Linked DNA regions of Bombyx mori: region 2 is linked to region 1. A link is a contact called in public Hi-C data. All regions are on one chromosome and are shown on one strand. Each heading gives the region's core, a stretch centred on a gene start, on an enhancer-like site or on the middle of the called end of the contact. The rest is flanking DNA. Distances are from core to core; before and after follow the strand shown.

The links. A called contact is a pair of places that touch in the nucleus more often than the background predicts.
Region 2: a Hi-C map of middle silk gland shows a contact between it and region 1, with 2.4 times the contacts expected there. The contact joins the enhancer-like site here to the promoter of LOC101736790 in region 1. A contact is called at or near these places in 3 of 7 Hi-C or Micro-C datasets (middle silk gland, midgut and whole pupa).

What each region holds. Positions count from the first base shown.
Region 1 is chr27:5,729,486-5,735,190 of ASM3026992v2, reverse strand. LOC101736790 (transmembrane and coiled-coil domains protein 2) reads right to left here and starts at 1,705. Exons shown (of 16, transcript XM_062676505.1): 1 at 1,523-1,705. It overlaps LOC101740640 (dual specificity tyrosine-phosphorylation-regulated kinase 2), which reads left to right and starts at 2,703. Exons shown (of 8, transcript XM_038020824.2): 1 at 2,703-3,837. The coding sequence starts at 3,055. All of the region lies in intron 1 of LOC134201541 (a long non-coding RNA gene), which reads right to left.
Region 2 is chr27:5,793,591-5,799,018 of ASM3026992v2, reverse strand. LOC101745417 (plastin-2) reads left to right here. Exons shown (of 15, transcript XM_004923454.5): 13 at 252-353; 14 at 932-1,101; 15 at 4,133-4,560. The coding sequence ends at 4,301. The region is part of intron 1 of LOC134201541 (a long non-coding RNA gene); the gene reads right to left. Among protein-coding and RNA genes, the nearest start is that of LOC134201542, 30 kb to the left of the region's middle. Within about 2 kb of position 4,143, at least 3 of the 8 cell types and tissues checked have open chromatin away from gene starts, as enhancers often do.

The DNA.
Region 1 (5,705 bases), core at 456-2,955:
AATACTTTATTTTATAAACATAGCAAGCCCAAAGTCCTTTTGTAAACTGTTTGAAAATCTAAAAACATTCAGTTTTAGGGTACTTTTCCTCTGAGCTTTCTCATTGCCAACTTTGATACGTATGGCGATTGGTATGACATCATGAATTATATTTAATATACAAATATATACTGCCATACGAGTTTTAACTATACGTTACTGATTGCCATCTGTGAAATTACTAAAATTCCTGATCAGTCATTTTTTTAAGTTTTTTTTTTGTGAGACATTCATCATTTAATACCAGTTAATAAATGGTTTTTGTTTAAAAAAATATATTACTATTATTTATGAATATAATTATAATATTGATAAATACTCGTGTCAGGGATGTGTTCAAATTGAATCACTAACAGTTTTGTGCATTAGAAAAAGAACATATATTTTGCCTACATACAGGCACACAAAAGAATCATAAGCAAAGCAATAGCAATCTGTTTGTAACTCATTTTAACGTATTTGTGTATGTGGAAATAAACCTGATGCATCCAGGACTGATTAGTAACATTTGTATATTGTTTAGAATACTGACATATTAGTTTTGGAAATTTTTTCAAAGCCTTTGACACTAAATACAGCACTTTTTGACTACAATCTTTTTTGAAACAAAGCTTAATGTGGGAGTTTTGGTGTGAGCACAAGTGCAAGTGCTTAACCTCTATGGTTGTCAAAGACTGCTATTTGTCACGCAGGCCACCACTCATTTGGACCTACCAAATGTGCTGAATCAGCATTCGGGCAATAAAAGAGATATGTCTTCTAATAATCAATAAATTACCCAAACCAAATTTTAAATACATTGTTTAATTCCTGAAGGAAAAAAAAAAGGTATTCAAATATATTTTGAATGTGCTATTTCATAGTTATTATTTTGTGAACAATACATCAAATCCTTGCTTTTGGTCAAGGTTTAGTGGATACCTCGTAAATTATAGCATTATGTACACTCTCAATACAACCTAATGACTCATACACAAGAGAATAAAAAATAAACAATGGGTGTATGATTATTTTATATCAATTTTTGTTTACACATATATTTAATTGAATGTACTGGTTGATTGCCAAATAACATAAATTAAAATCGCGTAGGTACACCGGTCGGTAGAGTAGGAAGTATTTGTCACTAGGGGCAGGGCAGAGCCCTATTGTTACCTTGAAGTTTCATACTAAAAAATGATATACTATATAAATAAGGAACAGTAATAATGACTTTAATGATATATTTTTGTTGTAAATAAGATTATTAATCTAAATAATATCTCATTTATAATATTTTATTTTGTCATTACTAATCTGTCAAATCGTTTTTTTTTTCTTTTTTAAATTGTAAGTACCTCGTTAATGTGTATAATTACGTTATGTGGATAATTTTGTCTTTCAGGGTAATAATAATATTGTTTGCAATACATAGGTTCGTAATTAAATATTAACGAAAAAAAACTCAACTATTGTTCAAATAAAATTTAGTTGCTGTACTTACCGAAATGGGTCCAAACATGCACTAAATGTTGTATTTGCACTCGAATAATATTTACATAATTTCCTTTTAAAATTAAGGACTGTAATTATTTTCAGAATACGATTTCATTAGACGACAGAAAACAACGGAGTAAAATAGACAGTCGCCGATGATAAGTGAATTGAGTGAGAAACTAAACTTTGACAGATGTCGGTAGATGGCGCAATAAACATTTTCAAAGATTCATAGACAATTTTTGGTATTATGATAGACCTAAATCTGTAGGTATAAGAAACAAGAAAAATGTTATTAAAGTTTTTGGAAACCTTGGAATATGAGAGTACTTTAGAGAGTATTAAAATTCTTAGGGTTCATATTTCGAGCGGTGTTCAAAATTGTATTTGAATGGTAAAACCAAGTTGACTTCTAAAGTATTAGGAGGCCTCAACAGAGTATGGAGGGACTAGGTATACTGTCAGATGAAATGTTGTACTTTCTGAAAAAACACAAATTCGGTTTCGCGTGCAGTAGAGCGACCAACTCTAAGGATTCCCAACTATCAACCACTTTTTTGAACGTCAGAATGACGATAATTTGGAACCTCTGGGATCATTGGTTTTGGTTGGACTTTTATTCGGTTTGGTACGTTTTGGACAATGTGATGACAATCAGATGATTCCTTCATCTCCTTTTTACCATCCCACCACCATATAACCATTGCGTTCATCCATTTTACACTTTCAGTGCTTTTTTTTACCGCGTACCATCCCGCTTTGGAACAAATTTTTATTCACTGTTTTTTGGTTATAACATGTTCTTCTTCAGCTTAAGATTGAAGAAACTTCTCTTTGGTAGGCAACTGCATGGCTGTGTTATCATTGATCACGACCATAAGCAACGATGACCATTCATCATAAGACACAGCTGAAAATAAAAAATATATTCAAAGTACTAAAGGATTAGGATCTTTTTCAAAATAAATAATCTTAAATTAATTAATTAAGTTAAAATTATGAAACAACGTAAAGGATAGGTTGACAAAGCACAATTTAGTTTAAGGAGAGTAAAAACTTTATTTCTTCGTCATTCGGTCTTTCATAAAATACAAAGTCAGTGACGGTTTTGAATTGATTAGTGCCATCTACCGGAAATTCAAATGGTGAACAAAACGCATTCTCTCCCACTCGCACTCGCACACTCCGCGACGTCGAATGGTTCAATGACTTTAGAGACCGTTTCTATTTTCTCTCTGGTTTTGTCGTCGGGTCAGGCCGTAAGGAAGGGGGTCTTTGTTTGCGTTTCACGTTCGCGTTGTGCGGTGCGGAGTTATTCGTGATCGCGATTCCTCGTATCGTCGAGAAGGAATGTGCCCGCATTTTTAGTGGAAGCGTGGGTCTCGCTCCTCCCGGTCGATGTGAAATGTCGCGTTTGCCAGAGTGGCGCCATCATCAAGTGCAAGTGCAGTGAGGTGCAGTGGTGGTGTGTCGGAACGAGCGTGGGTCGGTTCGGCCACGGCGACCGAAGTACGCGGAGGTGGCGGTGGCCGTGCGGCCATGACCGGCGACATGCCTCTGGGGAGCGCGCACGCGTTCGGGCTCGCGTTGCTCCGGGACGGGGCACTGCCGCCGCTGGAGCCTGGCCCGCCCGCACCGCCGGCAGCCAACGCGCAACCGCCCGACAAGCGACCGACGGCCGCCGCCGCCAGTCCCGAGCAGGTCATGAAGCTCTATATGAACAAACTCACGCCTTACGAGCACCGTGAAATATTCGACTATCCTCAAGTGTACTTCATAGGTGCGAACGCGAAGAAGCGCCCCGGCCTAGTCGGGTTCCCAAACAATTGCGAGTATGACAACGAGCAGGGCTCGTATATCCACATCCCCCACGACCACATAGCCTACAGATACGAAGTGCTGAAAGTCATCGGCAAAGGTAGCTTCGGGCAAGTGGTGAAAGCGTTCGATCATAAGAAACGCGAACACGTTGCCCTCAAGATGGTCCGCAACGAAAAGCGGTTTCACAGACAAGCACAGGAGGAGATCCGTATACTGGAGCACCTCCGCGAGCAAGACAAGGACAACACGATGAACGTCATCCACATGTTCGACTCGTTCACATTCAGGAATCACACGTGCATCACTTTCGAGCTACTCTCGATCAACTTGTACGAGTTGATAAAGAAGAACAAGTTCCAAGGTTTCTCTCTGCAGTTGGTGCGTAAGTTCTCGCATAGTCTTCTGCAGTGTCTGCACGCTCTAAACAAGAACCGCATCATCCACTGCGACATGAAGCCAGAGAACGTGCTGCTCAAGCAACAGGGACGATCTGGTATCAAGGTCAGTATGCTTAAAATGATTATAACCGGTTGTGTAAAAATGATACTACTATCTATAAAATACCGAGTAATAATCAAACCAATTGCAGTCCTTATGCATATTTCGAAATTTTCATTATTAGTGTTCCATTAGTCTAGTTTTCGTTATCTTGTTTACGTAGCTTAACTGAATTACAAAATAAATAATACACTTCCACAATACGTTTTTAAGTGAAGCAGTATTTGGGGACTTTGTTTAAAAGTTAGAAACCCGTTTTGTTTGCATTCTAACAACAATCACGGAGTCCGAACACCTGTTCACATGGCGCACACATCGGGTAAAATCAATAAGCCGAAATCAGAGAATACAGTTATACTTTTTCTCTTAAAATACTTGTGTGTGCGTCTGATCAGCTGACCACACCCGCAACCTCTGATTTTCACCGGCCCTTAGTATTCTTTTTTTTTTTTTTTGCAAAGACTACGAACTCTATGAAGTATTTTCGTAATCATTCCGAGATAAACGTTATCTGTGGAAAGATCGCGCGAAGCAACGTGTTCTATTTTGATACTTCCCAATACATTGAGGAGACGTTCAAAAGCCATGTGATTTTAGACGGAGTTATTTACGTCAATACACATCTCGTAACCCGAACCAATGCCACTATTGCCGCAATGAAACTGCAAAAACTACATGAAACCTTCGATCGCTCTCTATCTTCCCGTAAAAACTTTGACCTGCAAGTTGATTGAGTTTCCTCGAGCTTATTTAAGTTCTGACACTCGCGTTTTCTTGTAACATATAGTTCTACCAATTCCTATAGTACTACAGTTTCGAAAAAATATTTTTTTATTTAATGCATAAAAGTGTTTTCTATTGTTACTACATCCAATATTTTTTTCCTACCTAAACTGATAGATAGCTTTGAGAGGCTATTTCAGCGTAACCTTAACTAGTAGGTGAGCTCACGGGGCTCAAACCGGAGTGATGCTAACACTTGCCCTCGCAAGAGACTGCTCTTGCTTCGCAGAATCTACCACCGGATCGGAAACGCGACCCACTAAGAAGATCCGGCGAGAAACTCAGTGGGCTATTACATCCAAGTAGATTTATATAAACTACTGAACTAGGTATCTATTACACTTATTGTAGTCGTATTCTGAGGTTAATTTAGATGTTATCGCAAAGCCTAAAATTAAATGTTAAGTGGGCTATTCTTTCATACCTAATAGAATATATTTGGTTCTCAAACTGTAACATAACCAATAAAAAAATATTTGACTCAAAATATATTTATATCCGTGGGGATTTTGTATATTTAGGAATCAAATCGAAAACCATCAGCATAGTATTTACCTGAACGAAAATTCCAGAACTAGTGTATTAGGTGGTATCCATCACGAAAACTCATAGTTAAATGTAGCTCTTTTGTTTATTCAGGTGAGACCTAGATCAACACTACAATAATAGATATGCAGCCGATAAGATAAATATTTCATTGGGAACGTATGTCATTATTAATTTGTAACTATGCCTAAACGCAATGTATTGCAATATATATAGAAGCAAAACTTTGATTAAGGCTTATTGTAAGTCGGCACGGGTAATCATCACCACCTTGCTTACTTCCGCAGACAGTAATGCATTCCGGTTTGAAGTTTGAGGCAGTCATTGTTTTTTTTTATTGCTTAGATGGGTGGACGAGCTCACAGCCCACCTGGTGTTAAGTGGTTCCTGGAGCCCATAGACATCTATAACGTAAATGCGCCACCCACCTTGAGATATAAGTTATAAGTTCTCAAGTATAGTTACAACGGCTGCCCCACCCTTCAAACCGAAACGCATTACTGGTTCACGGCTGAAATAAGCAGGATGGTGGTACCTACCCG
Region 2 (5,428 bases), core at 2,894-5,393, 61 kb before region 1:
AAGTTAATGAAAATAATGAAATTCTTCAATTTATTTTATTAACTTAATGAATGATATAATGAAAATTCTTCAATTTATTTTATTAAGTTAATGAATGATATAATGAAAATTCTTCAATTTATTTTATTAACTTAATGAATGATATAATGAAAATTCTTCAATTTATTTTATTAACTTAATGAATGATATAATGAAAATTCTTCAATTTATTTTATTAAGTTTTAATAACATAATAAAAATGTATTTTTCAGGATGAAGTACTGGCCGATGGGAAGGTCGTTATTGACTTGATCGATGCCATCAAACCGGGCTCCATCAACTACGACCTAGTGCTGCCCGGAGGCAACGAGGAGGTTCGTTCGATTATCTTGTTAACACATTTATCGTGTATTCAGACCCGTAAAAATTTGAATTAAGTTATTTATTTTTCGTAATTAGCAGTGGTAGGGCGTATTTTAGGCCCTAGCTGTGCCGGCTTGAAGTTGTATCTTCTGTTCTTTTTTTATTGCCCTTGTAGGCAGACGAGCATACGGCCCACCTGATGGTAAGTGGTTACCGTCGCCCATGGACTTCAGCAATGCCAGGAGCAGAGCAGAGCCGCTGCCTACCGTAACTTACCGTATCTTGTCTATTTCTGTCTCGAAGTAGTCACACGTTCCAAATTTGAAGAGTGGGACAGTTATAAATTGGAGACATAGGCTTCATATCATTCTTATTTTTTAAACAATACTTATTCATAATGGAAGTCGTTTGTGACATTTGTGAAATATTTATGTCCTTAGGACAGTTGCAACGCTCTACATCGGGCGACCCTTGTTACGAATATCCATAATAAATTGTTACAGATATATTCTGATGTCATGTAATGATTACTTCTAAAATGTTAACATTGTGAACGTAAGAACTGAGGTGTTATGTAATAATTCGACAGGAGAACTTGGCGAACGCTAAATACGCGATATCGATGGCTCGTCGCTGCGGCGGGCGCGTGTACGCGCTTCCCGAGGACATCACCGAACGGAAGCCCAAGATGATCATGACGGTGTTCGCCTGCCTCATGGCGCTGGACTACATACCCACCATGGACGCGCCCGTCAAGCCGTAAGTCGGACCGGCCTGAGCTTGTTGTCGATAAAATTCAGTTTCGTTGTATCGATGATGTCAATGATGGAATTTTACAATATTGCTTAACCTACAATTTAATATATCAAATGCAGTTTTCCCTAAATGGATAAAACAACCGACTAGTGTTGGAAAACTCCCGTTAAAATATCGATAATCTCGTAAATCGTATCTCTTTTTTTAAATATTTCAAATTGCAAAGATATTATTTCTTCGTACTATTTCCATTGATATTCCGTCAATGATGTTGTAAAGACATTTATATGTTAATAAGATTTATAAACGAAATTTAATGTTATCGACACGAAAATAGCCAAAATTCTATGTTCGACAATTAACGGATCTATGTGTGCGTTAGCTTGGGCTGATCGTGTATACATATAAATATAAAATCAATTGTATAACCCACCTCCCCGTTACAACGAAATATATATAGGAGTTGATTTCGCCATTTTGAAAAATAAAAGACTGAAAAATGTCTTACATTCCATACTGTGTATGTTTATACAATACATCATTATTCTGTGCTGTGGTGAATAATATGGAAATAATTCGTTCGCATTTCGTAAAGACTAACAGATTTATTTACAAATGAAATGCATACAATATTCACAATAATTTAAAACGGAAACAATATTTCAAAGATCTATGCCATTTCAAAATATGTACAATCAAAAAAGAAATTGAAATGTGAACTGAATTGATTTATATTTGTTCGATTTATCTTCAATGAAGTAACGAATTGTTTTCATATAATCAATTATTGGGATTGGTGAATGTTTAATTTACTGCTTATTGTGTCTCATACTTTCGTGTTTGTGTAATAGGTGGGAACATTATATATATGTAATATTATTATATATGAAAATATAAACATGCAATATTTAAAAGTATTTAGTAAAAAAATCAGTTGAGAAACTGTTGGTTTTAAGAATAACATGCTGCGTATTCTATTCATATTTACAAACCGATACCTCCAATGAACACTACTCTAACTCAAAATTTTGAAATTTTGGTTTTCCACGCAAATCGCTTCACTATGTTAAAAGTATTACAATTAATCATTATTAATGGGGTTCAAAGCAAGGGTAAATCAGCTAGCTACACAAAAAAACCATAAATATATCTGCAATAATAAAGATTTTATCAACTTTTTTCGTTTAAACGCTCCTCCTGTAAATCTACGAATTTGGAGTTAGCGTAGTGTTCATTGGAGGCATCGAAACATAACTTATTAAAGTTTATATAATATAATATGTTTAATTGATATATTAACTTTCAGTTTTTTTGTTTTTTTACTTGGCCTTTCAACTATATAAATAAAGTTAAACAATAAGCAGCCATGTTTGTAACTAAATGTAGTTTTACGAACAATATATTGTATAATTTCTCTCTTTTATAAGTTATCATTTTAAAACTTCAGCGTTTTATAAAACTGCCTGAAAATACTTAATATACAAGCGTTTTTCTAATTTTTGTAATTCCGTAATGAATGATCGCGGCCTAAAATAAACTAAATATAACTCGTTAAAAAGCGAATAGCTATTGCATTCACGGTACTTTAAAAAAATACTTTTAAATATTAAAAATGAAGGAATTTTAGTGCTTATAAAATAAATTAGTATTAATTACTTGTCAACTTTTATACATTTTTTACAACGAATCTTTTTTTACGATATAATGTATTTTTTTCTCATTTTTTTTAATTGGATTTGTAAGGACACTCGTGCTGCCCGTGCCAACGGAAATGTGCTAAGTAAAAAAATGCACCATTTTATTAAAATGACAAAAAGACATAAACTCAATATAATGCAGTTTTTGTGTATTTTAGATCAACTTTCATTTTATAATTAATTATTCGAAAGTGTAATACGTATTTTATTTATGAATATTGCTTATAAAAACATTGGGAGTTGGCAATCATGTGTGTGTGTGGAATTGATTATGTGATATTACATGGGTGTTTGTATTGTTATGTACAACGGAACTGCGTAATCGTACGTGTCTGTACGTTTTATATACATTTTTGTAGTTACGTATTTTAATGTCATATACTTACAATGTCAATTGTCTACAAATTGACTACGAACAAAAGATTTGTAGACAATTGCGTCGTGCCTCTTTTCTTTTTCATAACTTTATTTACATTCCTTGTTTACTCTGCATTCCTTTATTGGCATTTGTATTTTATAATTATGAAAAAAAAAAAAAAAACATTAAACTCCATTTAATTAAAAATTGCCTACATATTAATTGTATTGCAGAATGTATTTCATATTTTTTATTAGATTTTACATTCCTCAGGGGAAACAACGATTATATTATTTGCTATTATTTTTTTTTAAATGTAAATTTTTTATTTTGTTAGTTTTATTATTTAAGGATTTTTAAAACGATTTTAGAATTTTAGTTTTTTTTTTATCTATGATGATCATTATGCTAAGAATAATTTTGTTTATAAACTGAAATTAACTAACAACGCTGGATCTAGTGATACTTGCTACTTGTCTGGAATGTTTAGACGAAAATGTAAACAAATAAAATAAAAACCGATTTCGTATTTCGCATCTTTTCATTTCTCCTTTTCGCACTAAAACTATTTAGCGACTGTAAATTCTCCACGTCTAAGCGACTGATAATAGATATATAGAATAGAGCAGATTAAAAAAAAAATTACAATTTTAAAAATGGAGCTAACTATTAAAAATAATATGGAATTGGAAATGAATTTTTTTCTATATGCAAATATTTTATTACCTTTATTACCTAGACAAATCAATTCGATTTAATGATTATTGTAAGTTTAACAGCATATATTTACTAACCAATATATCAAGTTGGTAAAGATTATATTAATTCTACTTAAATGCATTATTCGGAAGCGGATGAAATTGATTTGGAATCGAAATCTGCTCATCTTTCGTTACATCGTCTCCCGCCAGTTGCACAGCATCATACCAGCACAATCTGGGGGACCTGGATACTTAAACCGAATCTTGTGTGATTTTAGATCCAGTGATGATGCTGTAATTACCGAAACAGTAGAGACTACAGAGATGTACCAACTGGTGGAGGATTCGGGCTGGGGTATGCCGACTGCTGAGAAACCAGAGCCGCCTCCAAAGCCTGATAATTTATCGCCACTGCCTAGATCTAATTCTGAGGAGTCGATTAATTAGACACAACGGCGACTAGGTTAATAAGGTGGCTGCAAATGAAAGGTCAAACATTCCGTATTTCATTTCTTTTATTTATGTTTAGAAAGGTCTGCAGACTGCTGTTTTTAATGACTAACGGGGCTGAAAATATTTCGTTTTTAGGTGCAGTATTCATTTCATATTTTTTTAATTTTATTTTTGTAAAATTTTATAATGATATATTTAAGATCCAATTTTTTATTTATTAAATAATAAATATTAATAAAATATTAATAATTTATTTAATGTAGTTTTTTTAAATACGCCTTTTTTATTTACTGCTTAGACGGGTGGACGAGCTCATAGCCCACCTGATGTTAAGTGGTCTTTTGATATGACATAAGGACGATATCTCGTTAATGTACAGTGGCTGCCTGCCCTATCTTTCAAAACGGAACGCATGTTTATTTCGCGGCAGAGAAGTTGATCGGTGGTACCTCATCTGTACTCTCAATACATCCAACAAATTATCCGTACAATTTACATATCTATATATTAATACGTGAAGCAAAAACTTTGTATCCCTTTTTACGAAAATTGCGCGGACGGAGAAGTATGAAATTTCCCACACTTATAGAGCATATAGAGAAGAAGTACACAATGATAATATTTTTTTTAAAATAGTGCGTAAAAAATATATTAAATCAATAAAAAAACATTACACACACTACATACCATGTATTTGACGCACACACGCAGGCATACTATTTATTGTCAAAGTTTTGTTCTTGACGTCTGTTGTCAAATTGAGAATAGATTAAATATTGTTTGTCTTTATTAATATTTTTTATAGAGTAGCCTTGGCGAAATTTATGATTAAAGAAGTATAAAATACAATCACAATAGTGTACAGACTTACAATTCCAATTAATTATAGTCGAATTTCGACTACTGCGAGACCTCTAGTCATTAAAGATACCTCAGACTGTTATGTTATGCTCTTACAATAAAAAACAATGTTACAATTTTTTAAGTAACCTAAGGTATATCCCGTTTTCTAAGTAAACTTTATTTTGATTATAGAGGTATTCATTGGTATTGTTTTTCGGAAAATCGGTGCAAACATATTGCGTTATCCAAACGAGGTTTTTTATTTATTATTGAGCCCT